Regions from separate parts of the Mus musculus genome. Here all the other regions are linked to region 2. A link is a contact called in public HiChIP or PLAC-seq and promoter capture Hi-C data. All regions are on one chromosome and are shown on one strand. Each heading gives the region's core, a stretch centred on a gene start, on an enhancer-like site or on the middle of the called end of the contact. The rest is flanking DNA. Distances are from core to core; before and after follow the strand shown.

Region 1 (2,700 bases), core at 182-2,681, 130 kb after region 2:
CAGTACTTAGCATACAAAAATTTAATTACTTGTTTACTGTTTTTCAGTGAACTTGAGTTGTGAGAAGCTGGAATGGTCTCCTGCTTATAATTGTAGCTCACATGATTATGTATCAAGAGGCACATTTAAATGATTAAAAATTTCAAGTTGGAAGTTTGGCTGTAAGCAGCTGTGCAGTTCCAGCTGAGACTCAGACTCCCTCCATACAGTCTTCTCACCTTGCCCTATTCAGATAATCTTCACTTGGGGTAGTCATATGGCTTTTTCCCTCAACAGCCGGTATACATGAGGAAGCTTGAACAGACACTGTGAGCAAACAATCACTTGGAAGGAAATTCTCTAGGTGGATATAAGTAACAGAAAAGTATAAGTATGTAAACCTGTAGGAATAACAACCTATGGACTGTGACTCCTTTGGAGGTCAAATGACCCCTTCCACAGAGATCCCACATCAGATATCCTGCATATCAGATATTTACATCACAATTCATAACAGTAGAAAAATTACAGTTATTAAGTAACAATGAAAATAATTTTATGGTTGGGGGTCACGACAACATGAACTGTAATAAAGGATTGAAGCATTAGAAAGGACGAGAACCACTGCATTAGAGCATTTTAAAAACTATCAAGACAGGAAAAAAAGTTAGGTAGTGGTATTGAATGGGTGAAATAGGCTGGGATCATGCACAGAATGGAAGAGAGGGAATTAGATTGGCATAAAAGGCTGAGGAAGAAACCATAAATTCGCTGTATTTATTATCTGTGATCCCTTTCGTTACCTGTTTGCCTGTCTGGCCTCTAGTCCCTCAGAGTAACTTTGGGCAGGGTGCAGGCTGAGATCTACAATGACTTACCTAACAAAGAAAATAGATGAATAGGCATTGCTTATTACAGGTTTCTTTCTACTTTAATAGACACCCCTCCACTGTACACATATGTACACTATGCTGTATCTGCCCTGGCTGTGCCCACTGCAAAGCAGTGTTGAGTCTAGGACCAGTTCCTCCTTTTAAGTCTCTAGTTATAGCAAGATACACAAAGCAAACACAGGGGGGCAGAATCAGAGAGCTTATGAATATAGGAAGAGCACAGTACTGGCTCTCAGCTTTCAGTCTTTCTTTCCTGCGTTGTATGATGGCTCCCACTTGCAAAGGGCACAGAATAGAAGCATAGAGCAGCAAAGGTTTGAGCTTGTGGCTACTTATCAGAACAACACATTGTAGCCTGATTCTAGTGAGCAGCAGGGAGGAAAGAAGAGTCTGATAAAATGGTCCTTTGTACCCCAAGCTCAAGATTCAGACAGTCTAGTGTACGTACCTGAAAATTATCTGTGATATACCTGGATCCTGCTGTAGCTGGTGTCTGCTTCCCTTTATCTCAAGTATGTCACGTCTCTGAAGTGTGTGTGTCCTCCAGACATGAGCAATATGAATCAGACAAAGCCAGGAGCTAGTGTTAATCCAGGTGACGTTGTGGTTCAACAGTGTCATTGTCACCTGGGGGCTAGCTGGACATATGGGCTGCTGGGTCCAACCCCTCTCATGGGGAGGAGCTGTCTTAAGAATCTCACTAAGTGACCCTAAAAATTCCACCAGAGAACTCCTAAACCTGATAAACAGCTTCGGTGAAGTAGATGGATATAAAATTAACTCAAACAAGTCAATGGCCTTTCTCTACACAAAGAATAAACAGGCTGAGAAAGAAATTAGGGAAACAACACCCTGCTCAATAGTCACAAATAATATAAAATATCTCGGTGTGACTCTAACTAAGGAAGTGAAAGATCTGTATGACAAGAACTTCAAGTCCTTTAAGAAAGAAATTAAAGAAGATCTCAGAAGATGGAAAGATCTCCCATGCTCATGGATTGGCAGGATCAACATTGTAAAAATGGCTATCTTGCCAAAAGCAATCTACAGATTCAATGCAATCCCCATCAAAATTCCAACTCAATTCTTCAACGAATTAGAAGGAGCAATTTGCAAATTCATCTGGAATAACAAAAAACCTAGGATGGCAAAAACTCTTCTCAAGGATAAAAGAACCTCTGGTGGAATCACCATGCCTGACCTAAAGCTTTACTACAGAGCAATTGTGATAAAAACTGCATGGTACTGGTATAGAGACAGACAAGTAGACCAATGGAATAGAATTGAAGACCCAGAAATGAACCCACACACCTATGGTCACTTGATCTTTGACAAGGGAGCTAAAACCATCCAGTGGAAGAAAGACAGCATTTTCAACAAATGGTGCTGGCACAACTGGTTGTTATCATGTAGAAGATTGCGAATTGATCCATTCCTATCTCCTTGTACTAAGGTCAAATCTAAGTGGATCAAGGAACTTCACATAAAACCAGAGACACTGAAACTTATAGAGGAGAAAGTGGGGAAAAGCCTCGAAGATATGGGCACAGGGGAAAAATTCCTGAACAGAACAGCAATGGCTTGTGCTGTAAGATCGAGAATCGATAAATGGGACCTAATGAAACTCCAAAGTTTCTGCAAGGCAAAAGACACCGTCAATAAGACAAAAAGGCCACCAACAGATTGGGAAAGGATCTTTACCTATCCTAAATCAGATAGGGGACTAATATCCAACATATATAAAGAACTCAAGAAGGTGGACTCCAGAAAACCAAATAACCCCATTAAAAAATGGGGCTCAGAACTGAACAGAGAATTCTCACCTGAG
Region 2 (2,700 bases), core at 59-2,558:
CACACACACACGGTACTGCAGGACTCTGTATACGTTATCTATTTTCTTAATAAAATAAACAATTTTCAAGAAGTGATACACAAATATGAACATTAAACAAACAGATAAATTCTGTCTCCTAAAGCTATAGTTTTTTTTGTTTTTGTTTTTGTTTTTTTCAGATCCTTTTAGGTAAAGGAGGCTGACAGTCAGCCCTGGGCTGATTTCCAGGATAACAATCCTGGCCCATAATCAGTATTCTGCATTTCAACACAGCAGAACTGGTTGTCATAGACCGAGAGTGTCGGGGCAGCCAGGAGGTTGCAAAACTAAAAGTAGAAACCCACAGCTCCCTTCCCCCAACCCAGCAACAGCAGCAAGCAGATGGCAGAGGAATTAACCTGCTTCAGACCACCATTGCTGAGAGAGGCTGTAAGTAGATTAAGTCCTGAGCCTCTGCCCCATTTCTGTCTGGAAAGGAAACCACCTGTGTTAAGTCAAACAATCATAGGGACAGAAAGAAACAAGTGCTGTTTTTTCTGCAGGAGACAGCCCAGCCGTGGGAACTTTGCAGAGTGACACAGAGAATCATAGCATTAATAGGAAGCTACTTGACTTGGCTTAAGTGTCAACTACATGTTCTCTTCTTTTATGCAAATAGGATGTCGCTCCGCCCTGCCCCCCATCCGCAGCCCAAGCCTGGGTGCCAACAGGACAAGCTACCACACCAGATACATTCAGTCGTCCTACAGGTGTTTCCAGAAACTTGACCGCAGAGCCCCCTTGAACTATCTGAGCATAAGGGCAGCGGGTCAGGTCAGCGAAGATACAAAAGGAACAAACTGTGTCTCCTGGACCGAAGGGGCGTCAGGAGTCCTGCAGAGAGGAGGGTTTGGCTTTCTGGGGATCAAGTCCCAGTGCCCGCGAGAACTTCGGGGTTTGGCTGCTGTGCCAGGGGTTCGGGGAGAGCTGCCGAAGCTCCGCCTCACAGGGCGGCCCCCTTCTGCCGGCTCCGATCTTGGAACAGTGTTGAGGGTCTTTCTACGACCCCGCAGACAGCCTGCGTATTGGAGCTAACCTCTCTGGAGAGAGGGTTCTCCCGAGGCGCCCTGTGTGGGAGGGGACGACCCACGCCCCCACGAAGCTTCCGCGCCGACGTCCAGAAAGGCCCCAGTGTCCCCGATGCCTGTCCGGGCGCCTGCGGCACTTACACGCTCGTGGGTCCTCCGCTGGGCAGAAACGAAACTTTCTAGGGCCGAGCGGAAGAGTAGGCGAGCACAGAGCCGACTGCCATGAAGCGCCCAGTAGCCCCAGAGCGCGCGCGGACTACAACTCCCGGCATGCCTCACGGATGGCCTACAACTCCCGGCATGCTTCACGGATGGCCTACAACTCCCGGCATGCTTCACGGATGGCCTACAACTCCCGGCATGCTTCACGGATGGCCTACAACTCCCGGCATGCTTCACGGATGGCCTACAACTCCCATCGGGTGCAACTGGACGGTGGACGCTAACTACGACTCCCGGCATGTCTCACGGCAGACGTCACTTCCTGAAACTCGAACAAGCTTCGGATACCCGGAAGTCGTGTGTAGAATCCTGAACGAGTGCTGTTTACTGTTGTTAAGCTCATGCATTGTGACCGATTGGCTTTGAACTGTGCATGAGCTGTAAATATAAAATAATGTGCCCGATTCCGAAACCCCCCAAACAATCTGAGAATAATCTCATTAGTATTTTTGTACTATTACGTTTTATTTATGAAGCTAAAAAAAAATGAACTTAGTATGTACTGCTGGACCTAAGTTCTCAGTTTTTGTTTCCCCCTCATTAACAGACACTTAAAAAACAGTGTTTGAAAATATGTGCTAAAGAACTACCATGCTTAGCTTCCTCAGTCCCGTGTTTGCTTGTTGCTGAGTTGCAAAGCACCCTGAAGCCTGGTGCAATAGAACACTGCATTCCAAGTCCAGTATGGATGAACATGCTAAAGACAGGGGACAGTACATAGGAATGTCAGCCCATGATTAGGTTCGCTTCTTAGCTCTGGCTGGCTCCTCACACTGCCTTATTTTCATCATGTTAGCTAGAAATGCTTGTGTACCTTACAGGACTTAGCTAATAGTGGCATCTGCCAGACTTCAGCATTCCAGGTTCTCAGGATAAATTCATACAGGAAGGAAAAGAAATCTTTTAAGTTAATTTCATATTTTATACTGGAGGTATATGAGACAACATATTAACTTGATGGAGTTGTCAGTTTGTGGATGAGGATAAAAAAAACCTCACGAAGAGAAATGATTCCCCTTTCTGTTAACAAAGGAAAACAAAAAAAAGGGAAGAAGTGGGAGGAAATGACATCAGAAATAAAGATTTATCAATAGAGTGAACTAAGAAAAACTTGCTCTGACTACAGCCTGAACAGCTTTGGGATGTTAAGATTGAGAGTGTGAGGCATGTGGAAGACAACCTTGTGAAGGAATATGTGGGGTGGAGAGCACTGTGCCACAGAGTCCTGATCTGCTGTACATGGTGTCAGATCTAAGATGGCTCCCGGGACACCAGTGAGACAGCAAAAAGGAACTAAGGTCAAGACAGTGGCTGCTTCTGAGTCTTCACAAAAGTCCCTACAGGTGACAATGCTCGCCACACCCCTTCTCTCTGAGTTACCTCATCAGTCACAGCTTTTATTGGGATATGGTGAGATGTAGTAAGTTAT
Region 3 (2,700 bases), core at 77-2,576, 220 kb before region 2:
TGGCCACATGAAGGAGGGAAGAGTGAAAGTGTTGGCAGGGGACAGCACATACCCACATTAATGGTCAGAGCCTGACCCCAGCTTGTCCTTGTGTGCAAGCAGGGTCCGTGCACCGCCTTCTCATTCAGGAGGCTTCTCAAAATCCCCTTGCTCTGAAAAGGCTGAGTTTTTACCCTTTACCAACTTGATGTCAAAGGAGGCTGAGGCCTGTGTGATTTATTCTCTGGAGACACTTTACAGCAGAGGCCATATTTCCACAGATGTTTGGAGTTAATGCTCTAACACTCAAAGGTCATAAGATAGTCCAATTTTAACCCAAAGTATCAAGCAGTAACCACATCAAATCTGGTGTGGCCCTTGGTCATCTTGTCTCTGTGACAGAGCCTGGATGCTTATCTGCTAGCTAGGGCCAAAAGAAAACTCAAAGCTCATACCAAGGTAGCAGTGTGGTCACCTTTACCTGTGCGTGGCAATCATTTCCATCACTTCTTCAAACCTCAATAATTCAATTTAAGCAGATAAGCTCTGCAGTCCTTTTGTCAAAACAATACAACTGAATCAAAAGAGCCTTACTTAGTTGGTATCACAGTTCATGCACAGAAGAGGAAGAAAGGAAGTAGATCATAGTTCCACATGAACAACCCAGAGGTTAAAGAGTTAGAAGAGGAACAGAGAAAACCTTCATGACTTCAAATTAGCTGAAGATGTTTTAGATAGCAGAACAAAAGCACTGTCCACGGATGCACAGGCCAAACCTTCCCTCTGTGCGGGGCTTGGGTCAGCAATTTGGAGAGGACATCCAGCAGACCTATAATTCATCCAGATCCCAGGAAGGTGAAAGTTTGAGATGTGAAGCACTCAGTCAGGCAGACATGCTGCACCTGCCCATTGTACTCACCTCCGCCATACATCTGGCACAGGTAGGGGAAGCGCCATACATTGCCCAGGCCCACAGCATAGGAGATACAGACAAGTAGGAACTGCAGGGGGTTGTCCCACTTTGGCCGCACCTTCTCCACAACCCCAGGGTGGGCACACTCTGTTGACCTCGGTCTTCCTGGGTGCTGACCAGGTCCTCCAGCGCCTCCCCAGGGCTGGAGCTCCTCATCCTCTGGCAGGGAGACCGCATGTGCTGAAGGTGATTCCATCTTCTGAGACAACTCTCACTGTAGAATGAGCAACACCTGTGCCCTCTTCCGCGCCCCACCCCCAAACCCCTGTGTTTTCTACTGTTTCTTTCCAGGACTCTGGAATCAGCTTTCGACCCCAATTCTGTGTTGGTTCCCTTCTTGACCAGTGCTTCCCTCGCTGCCTCAACCTCACAGGTGGCCAGTTTAGATCCTCCCACTAACCTTTGGCCACATTCCTTTCTGTGTCCTTTGTCTCTCAAACTTCAGGATTTCTGGGCTCCTCTTGCTGTTAAGGGTGTCTGCAAAACAATTCACAAATTTGGTTGTATCTGTTGGAGGCTGGTGGTGAGCTGGAAAATGTTTAGCTAAATGTTTAGCTACAGACTGCAGAAAAACTCTGATCTATGTACTTATCAATTTTTCTAGTACAAACACTCCCACTATGGTGCATCCTGAGCTACCAATAAAATCCATTAAGTGAAACAGGATGCCATTATCTTGGGTTCCCACCTTACACACACAACGACAGAGATTCTCAGTTGCATAACTGACAGGTAAAGGGTAGCAAGTATCAGACAGTGAGCTGAGCATTGTGTCTGATTTGTAATTTACGTATCGCTTGGGCCTCAGTGATAACTGTATCTAAGAAGCAAAGGGGACGAAGCTCAGTTCTCTGGGGTGTCCAGATACCCCGCACAGATGATTCAGTCCAGCTTAACCCCACCTGAGTGGTCCCAGGAAGCTGCCTTGGCTAATGGATGACTGCGTATGGATGGGAACTTCACTGTACCTACCAGAAACAGGATACAAAAGACCATCAAACTGTGTCACTTGAACTCTGGACAAAGGAGAGAAAGTGGGTACAGCTGTGGGCAGGGTTCTATAGTCTTATTCTACTAAGAAGGTTATGCAATTTTCAATCATTTGCTCATCCTGGTGAGTGCACTGTTAATTATCAAAGTCTCTAGTTTCCCCATATGAGAAAGTCCAAACTCCTTGGTTCTGCTTGCAAAGCCTTGAGAACTTTTTTTAATTTTTATTTTGATGTTGTTGGTGTTGCAGGCGTCTTCTTCTTTTTTTTTTTTTAAGTTATTTTTGTTTTGTGTTTTGCCTTCATACTTGTGTATAGCTATACCTCTATCTATCATTCATATATACATGAATATATACAAATATGTGTATGCACATATATCTGGAACTGGTAATATGGATTGTTGTGAACCGCAGTTTGGAAACTGAACCCAGGTTCTCTGCAAGAACAGCCAGAGAACTGTTGGTTGTTGTTGTTGTTTTAATGGAGCCATTGCTTCAACCTCCATTTTGAGATGGAGGTTTGCTAAGTTACTTGCTTAGGCTAGGTCTTCAGTCTTCCTGCTTCAGCCTCTCAAATAGGTGGGGTTATCGGTATATATTACCACACCTGGTTCATGTTGACTCCTAATTACAATTATATTATTTGATATTTGTTTTGTGCCTTAAGTAAGATATGGTCTATTCAGAGGAAGTTCAATGTGCTGATGAGAATGTATATTCTATAGCTATTGTATGGATAATTATGTTTTTAACAATG
Region 4 (2,700 bases), core at 133-2,632, 250 kb after region 2:
TGATTTTAAACATCTTGTATCCAGTGTCAGTCATCTTACAGCATTTGGGGGAGCACAAATGATTTTCATTTCATTGGTTTTCAGAAGACTTGAGACAATCGCTATTCTACTCCAGGCAATCTGAAGCGCCACAGCTATGCCTTTGATGTGATACTGCTTAGCTAGCATGTGTTTTGAACATAATGTTGTGAGGAGGTATCCTTTGTGGGTCATGCCAAGGTGTGTCCTGAAGAGATTATGCCATGAAACAGATCTTGTATAAAAAAAGGTTTACTGGAGGAGGGGAGAGAAGAGGAGAGGAAACTTAAAGAACCAGACAAGTGGATGTGTAGACAGGCAGACAGAGAAGAGAGAGAGTCATCGGGCAGAGAGAGGAGGTAGAGATGGGCAGAAAGGGGACACACGAAGAACACAGAGAGAGGAAACTCCAAGAACAGAAAAAGAGCTAGTGAGGTGGTTGGGTCCTTTCATCCACTGCACACCTGACAGCATCTAGATCCCTGAGAGCAGTCCACTGGAATTGCCTGTATAGTAACAGCAGGTATACCAGAGCTGTTAGGTGGTGATGTATTTTCTTTAAAGGATTCCCAAAGGCCACATCACACTAATCTTCCAGCCTAAAAATCCTGAAAAACGTGAACTCATTGCTGGCAGATAGATAAGAAGTTTTCAAACTCACACAAAGGGATCATTTCTGTTTTCCTTATGCAGATAAAGATTTTAAGGTGTAAATTCTCAAAATTTTGACCATTTGTATAGTGTGAGATGAAGGTGGTAAGAACATCTCGTGGTTTCCTAAGATCCACTCTCAGGTCCCAGTGTAAATCTTTCCTTCATTAGAAAGCTTTATTTAAGCGAGATTTGTAACCAGATTCCAATTCACAACACTTTGAAAGCAACACACAAGACTCAGTGAAACCTCTCTGCGCATTTTATTCATTATGACCTAAGGCCTCATTAGCATTTATTCTCTGGGTGTGATAGGTTCTATTGCACTTGGGTTATGCCAACTAACACAGAGAAGAGAACAGAGAGTGGAAAAGCTATGAAAGACTTATAAGACGAAGCCATGAGCTGAAATATACTGAAGCAGGGGTATAGGGCGTGGCTAACTCACACTCAGAATTGCATAAGCAAGATTTCAAAATTAATCCTGTAAAGACCTCAGCCCAACATATAACACTCCTGGCTGGAAAAGAAGAACTGTAGATCTTTGGGGTTTGTTTTTTTTTTTTTTTTTTGCTTTGTTTTGTTTTTCTTCAAATCTTTACCATCACTTGCTCTTTTATCTCCGCCTTCTCTTTCTGCAGGAAACTTTATTTCCTACTTCTGCATACCAGTTTGCACCTCCAGATCTGTTACTGAGAAGCCTGAGATAGCAGTGCCATCATAAAGGAGCCATACCTGGTGAGTTGTGATTTTTCCATGTCTTTATGCATCTCCAAGCTTGAGATGCAGGGCACTAGGGAGACAGCCTGAGGTATTGTACAGCCTGTGCACCTGAGGCAAAGATCAAGATTTGGGGAGAGAAGAGAATGTAATGTGCACCAAGAAACATTAGAAAGACCCTAGTGGCAGTGCGGAAATGAGGGTGTTGCTGGGTGGGACCATTCTTTTGGGATCAGGTGATAAAAGGGGACAATGAAGGAAGGAAAATCACTGTGCCTCATCATCTTCTAGACACTCACAGGATTACTCTGTCTCTCTTAGCATGCAGAGGGTTTACATTTCTAGAACCTTATACTGTGAAATCTTTTACCTGTAGTTCATCTATGCCTTCTAAATTGGCTCTTGTCTTTCCTCATGAGAACCACACAGACTGAAGATATCTATCTCTCTCTCTCTCTCTCTCTCCCTCTCTCTCTCTCTCTCTCTCTCTCTCTCTCTCTCTCTCTCTCTCCCATTATCTCTTTTGCTTTCTTTTGGGAGGCAGCTTCCCTACAGTCCTGGGTGATAGCTATGTCTTAATGCCCAAAGTGATGCTCAGGCCAGTACTTTCCAGACTGCTTGGTAGTAGGAACTAAGTGCTGACTATGTGCCATAGGGTTATATGAATTAGCATTTACCTAGAATTTTCCATAACAGCTGGAACTTTAGAACAGACCAGAACTTAGCACTGTGTAATCTTTAGGTACATGCACTTTCTTCCTTATTCTCATCAAAGATCTCATTTAGTTTTGGCAGTCTAGTGATAAGACTCAGTGATGTGACATGCAAGCTTCATTTGGCTATCACTTAAGGGATGCAAGAAGTACTGTGATATATAGGTGGATGAAAACAAATTTATAGCTGATATCAGGAAAAAGTAGTCTTAACAATCAAATCTAATGATGTTACATTTTATATCTTATAATTATTATAGACTTTTGTGCACTCTTTCAGTGAACCTTTACTGTTTACTCTTTTAGCCAGGTGAAATTATAAGAGTCAGAGATTAACAACATTGCCACTCCTTAACCTCAGCGGGGTGCATGGTATGTAGAAGATACCATGATAAGTGGTTACTTACATTTCACAAGAGCAGAGTGGTTTGTCAGAGGGTGCAGATTGGGCTTCACAAGAGAAGGGAAGTTTTAAGTAGGAGGTAGAATAAATAGGAACCATTTTAGGTCAAGAGACAAGAACAGAGTAAATCACTAAGGCATAAAGGAAGTGGTGAGTTTGGAGGAAATGGAGAGAAGACAGTTGTGGGTGTGCACA
Region 5 (2,700 bases), core at 135-2,634, 170 kb after region 2:
GTCTAAATCATCCAACAACTTAATAGATCCCTTATGGTAAGACTGAAGTGTGGACACTATTCCCCTCCTTAGAAGTGGGAACAAAACACCCTTGGAAGGAGTTACAGAGACAAAGTTTGGAGCTGAGATGAAAGGATGGACCATGTAGAGACTTCCATATCCAGAGATCCACCCCATAATCAGCATCCAAACGCTGACACCATTGCATACACTAGCAAGATTTTATCGAAAGGACCCAGATGTAGCTGTCTCTTGTGAGACTATGCCGGGGCCTAGCAAACACAGAAGTGGATGCTCACAGTCAGCTAATGGATGGATCACAGGGCTCCCAATGGAGGAGCTAGAGAAAGTATCCAAGGAGCTAAAGGGATCTGCAACCCTATAGGTGGAACAACATTATGAACTAACCAGTACCCCGGAGCTCTTGACTCTAGCTGCATATGTATCAAAAGATGGCCTAGTCGGCCATCACTGGAAAGAGAGGCCCATTGGACACACAAACTTTATATGCCCCAGTACAGGGGAACGCCAGGGCCAAAAAGTGGGAGTGGGTGGGTAGGGGAGTGGGGGTGGGTGGGTATGGGGGACTTTTGGTATAGCATTGGAAATGTAAATGAGCTAAATACCTAATAAAAAATGGAAAAGGAAAAAAAAGAATTAAGTTCTTCTCCTATTTCTACTCTTTCTTCTCTATTCATTTTCTCCTGTCCCCTTCTGAATAGCTAACAAGAACTTGGTAAATTCATTGACCTGTACAATTAGAAAGAATATCAGAGATTATACCATATATTTGTCACTATTCCCGTCAACATTAGTTAAATGCGTCTAGTGTCCATTATCACACTAGGTTCATGGGGATATCAGCACATAGGCAAGATATGTTCCTAGCCTTGGGATGCTATGTCACGGTACAATTCAACCTACACTTTACATTGGTTGAGATCTGTACTTTACATAGAAACTTCCTTGGTTTATCTTAATTGACTTCATGACAACTGTAGGAAATAAATATCTGTTACAATTATAGAGGAGAAAACTAGGTGTCCAGCAAGGCTGGCTCAGTGGTTACCCTGAGATCATGCAGCTATAGAACCACAGTGGAAATGCAAACACATGTCTTTGTGAATTATCAAAACCTTTACTTGCTTGTCCTCATAATCTTCAGTTGCTCCCAGCAAATTTGCTGTCTCATCCTTTCCTTAAGAGGAAATTCCCACATTGTTTTTCCACAGTCTGTCCATGAGTCAATGATTATTGGGAAGTTGTTAGCCATATCATACATAAAAAAATGAGCAGTGTCAAATGGGTGAAGAGCCTGCAAGATAGTTTCTGAGTGTCAGCAGTATCCATCCATAGATAACTCAACAGAGAGCCAAGTATGTGCAGTAAATAACAAAACGGAAGAACTGTAACAAGTTGGTATCTCTCTGAAAACTTGCAAAACCTGAGAAGCTAGCCTTTTTAAAACAGGAAGCTATGATGTTTACTACCTGACTGGTGTATATGATCAAGTGTTATCTCTGTTTCATTAGCAGTGAAACTTAAGTTACTACTGGACTCATAAAGGACTTAGCAAAATTCACCAGGTACCGTTTCTTCTTTTTATTCTCTTTTGGACAAGGACATATTTAAATTCAAGAGATGTTTCTTAGACGATATTTCCAGATAGGCTTTCAGAACTCTAGGAAAGGAAAAAATGGATATATTAGTCTATGTAGGTGAAAGAAATACCTCCCAGAGCCCTCTTGATTCCAATAGAGAGGTGGTGTATAGTATTTAAAGATAACATAAGGTAGACTTAGAAAAGATTTTGCAATGTATTTCCATTTTCTTCTTGCTTTCCTTATTCCTATCCTTCTATTTTCCCATCTATACTATGATACAACATGAACTTTATAACTACTCAAGCTACATTATCTGTTACCATCCTGTACTTCTTATAATTCATAAATTATGAAGAATAGCATCATTCCAAAAGTGTTACATTAGTAGTTAGCGTTTATTGATACTGACTTGTAAGATCATCATGAAAATGTAATCTCTTGTGTGTATGTATATTAGAATGAAAATATATTTATGTATTCATGTGTATACTAAGTAATTACATATTTAAATGCATAATTAAAGTTTTTGGAAATCAACTCTAAAACTATTAGATGGATTGGTTGATGATTGCCGTGGTGTCTCTGTCTGGATTAGGTTGGCTGGCTGCCTTTGGTAGATCTATCTCTGTTAGAGGGTAGAGACAAAAAAAAAATCCATTTAGTGTTTTGAAAGACTCTAGTTTGGCTGGGGTTAGAAGTAAAATGGTTTTGGTGAGTGATTTGAGAGAGGGTGGTAGTCTTCAGTTACTAGTAGGTTGGACTCTAGCCCAAACCTGTTTTCAACCTGTGGGTTACAACCCTTTGTAGGTGGCATATCAGCTATCTTGTATACTAGATATTTATATTACAATTAAAAACAGTAGGAAAACTACAGTTATGAGATAGCAAGGAAATAATTTTATGTTTAGGGGTCATCACAACATGAGGAGCAGTATTAAAGGGTTACAGCATTAGGAAGGCTGGAAAACACTGGGCTAGAGGATCCTCTCACTCCATTCAAAAGATGGTAATATTACACTGAAGCTAGTCACTGAGTCATTTCTCCTGGAATAAGAAATGAGAGTACTCTATGACTCAACAGGAAAGAAGCAAATAT

What was found. Promoter capture Hi-C pulls out the DNA fragments that hold promoters and counts their contacts. HiChIP or PLAC-seq counts read pairs in DNA pulled down with a chosen protein or histone mark. Capture Hi-C pulls out chosen DNA fragments and counts their contacts.
Region 1: a contact with region 2 is called in an H3K27ac HiChIP or PLAC-seq map of bone marrow-derived dendritic cells, with 2.2 times the contacts expected there. The contact joins the promoter of Ccr1l1 here to the promoter of Fyco1 in region 2. A contact is called at or near these places in 3 of 39 promoter capture datasets (macrophages, neutrophils and pre-B cells), 1 of 115 datasets of contacts at active chromatin or transcription factors (bone marrow-derived dendritic cells) and 3 of 9 other capture datasets (adipose tissue, liver and pancreatic islet).
Region 3: a contact with region 2 is called in a promoter capture Hi-C map of pre-B cells, with 4 times the contacts expected there. The contact joins the promoter of Slc6a20b here to the promoter of Fyco1 in region 2. A contact is called at or near these places in 15 of 39 promoter capture datasets (the 3T3-L1 cell line, 3T3-L1-derived adipocytes, the C10 cell line and 10 more), 1 of 15 datasets of contacts at CTCF or cohesin (large pre-B cells), 3 of 484 Hi-C or Micro-C datasets (the G1E-ER4 cell line, Sertoli cells and embryonic stem cells), 9 of 115 datasets of contacts at active chromatin or transcription factors (the 230-238 cell line, the HPC-7 cell line, the SCID.adh cell line and 4 more) and 3 of 9 other capture datasets (adipose tissue, liver and pancreatic islet).
Region 4: a contact with region 2 is called in a promoter capture Hi-C map of adipose tissue. The contact joins the promoter of Ccr2 here to the promoter of Fyco1 in region 2. A contact is called at or near these places in 6 of 39 promoter capture datasets (the C10 cell line, cranial neural crest, liver and 2 more), 1 of 15 datasets of contacts at CTCF or cohesin (CD8 T cells), 2 of 115 datasets of contacts at active chromatin or transcription factors (bone marrow-derived dendritic cells and bone marrow-derived macrophages) and 3 of 9 other capture datasets (adipose tissue, liver and pancreatic islet).
Region 5: a promoter capture Hi-C map of macrophages shows a contact between it and region 2, with 7 read pairs. The contact joins the promoter of Ccr3 here to the promoter of Fyco1 in region 2. A contact is called at or near these places in 2 of 39 promoter capture datasets (macrophages and pre-B cells), 1 of 15 datasets of contacts at CTCF or cohesin (CD8 T cells), 1 of 115 datasets of contacts at active chromatin or transcription factors (effector CD8 T cells) and 3 of 9 other capture datasets (adipose tissue, liver and pancreatic islet).

The regions. Positions count from the first base shown.
Region 1 is chr9:123,985,284-123,987,983 of GRCm38.p6, forward strand. It overlaps Ccr1l1 (chemokine (C-C motif) receptor 1-like 1), which reads right to left and starts at 1,432. Exons shown (of 2, transcript NM_007718.4): 1 at 1,321-1,432.
Region 2 is chr9:123,850,591-123,853,290 of GRCm38.p6, forward strand. It overlaps Fyco1 (FYVE and coiled-coil domain containing 1), which reads right to left and starts at 1,309. Exons shown (of 18, transcript NM_001110253.2): 1 at 1,191-1,309. It overlaps Xcr1 (chemokine (C motif) receptor 1), which reads right to left. Exons shown (of 2, transcript NM_011798.4): 2 at 1,725-2,700. It overlaps Gm51700 (a long non-coding RNA gene), which reads left to right. Exons shown (of 2, transcript XR_003948283.1): 1 at 1-411; 2 at 641-1,373.
Region 3 is chr9:123,631,212-123,633,911 of GRCm38.p6, forward strand. Slc6a20b (solute carrier family 6 (neurotransmitter transporter), member 20B) reads right to left here and starts at 1,327. Exons shown (of 11, transcript NM_011731.4): 1 at 899-1,327. The coding sequence starts at 1,148.
Region 4 is chr9:124,100,801-124,103,500 of GRCm38.p6, forward strand. It overlaps Ccr2 (chemokine (C-C motif) receptor 2), which reads left to right and starts at 1,383. Exons shown (of 3, transcript NM_009915.2): 1 at 1,383-1,407.
Region 5 is chr9:124,020,587-124,023,286 of GRCm38.p6, forward strand. Ccr3 (chemokine (C-C motif) receptor 3) reads left to right here and starts at 1,385. Exons shown (of 2, transcript NM_009914.4): 1 at 1,385-1,586.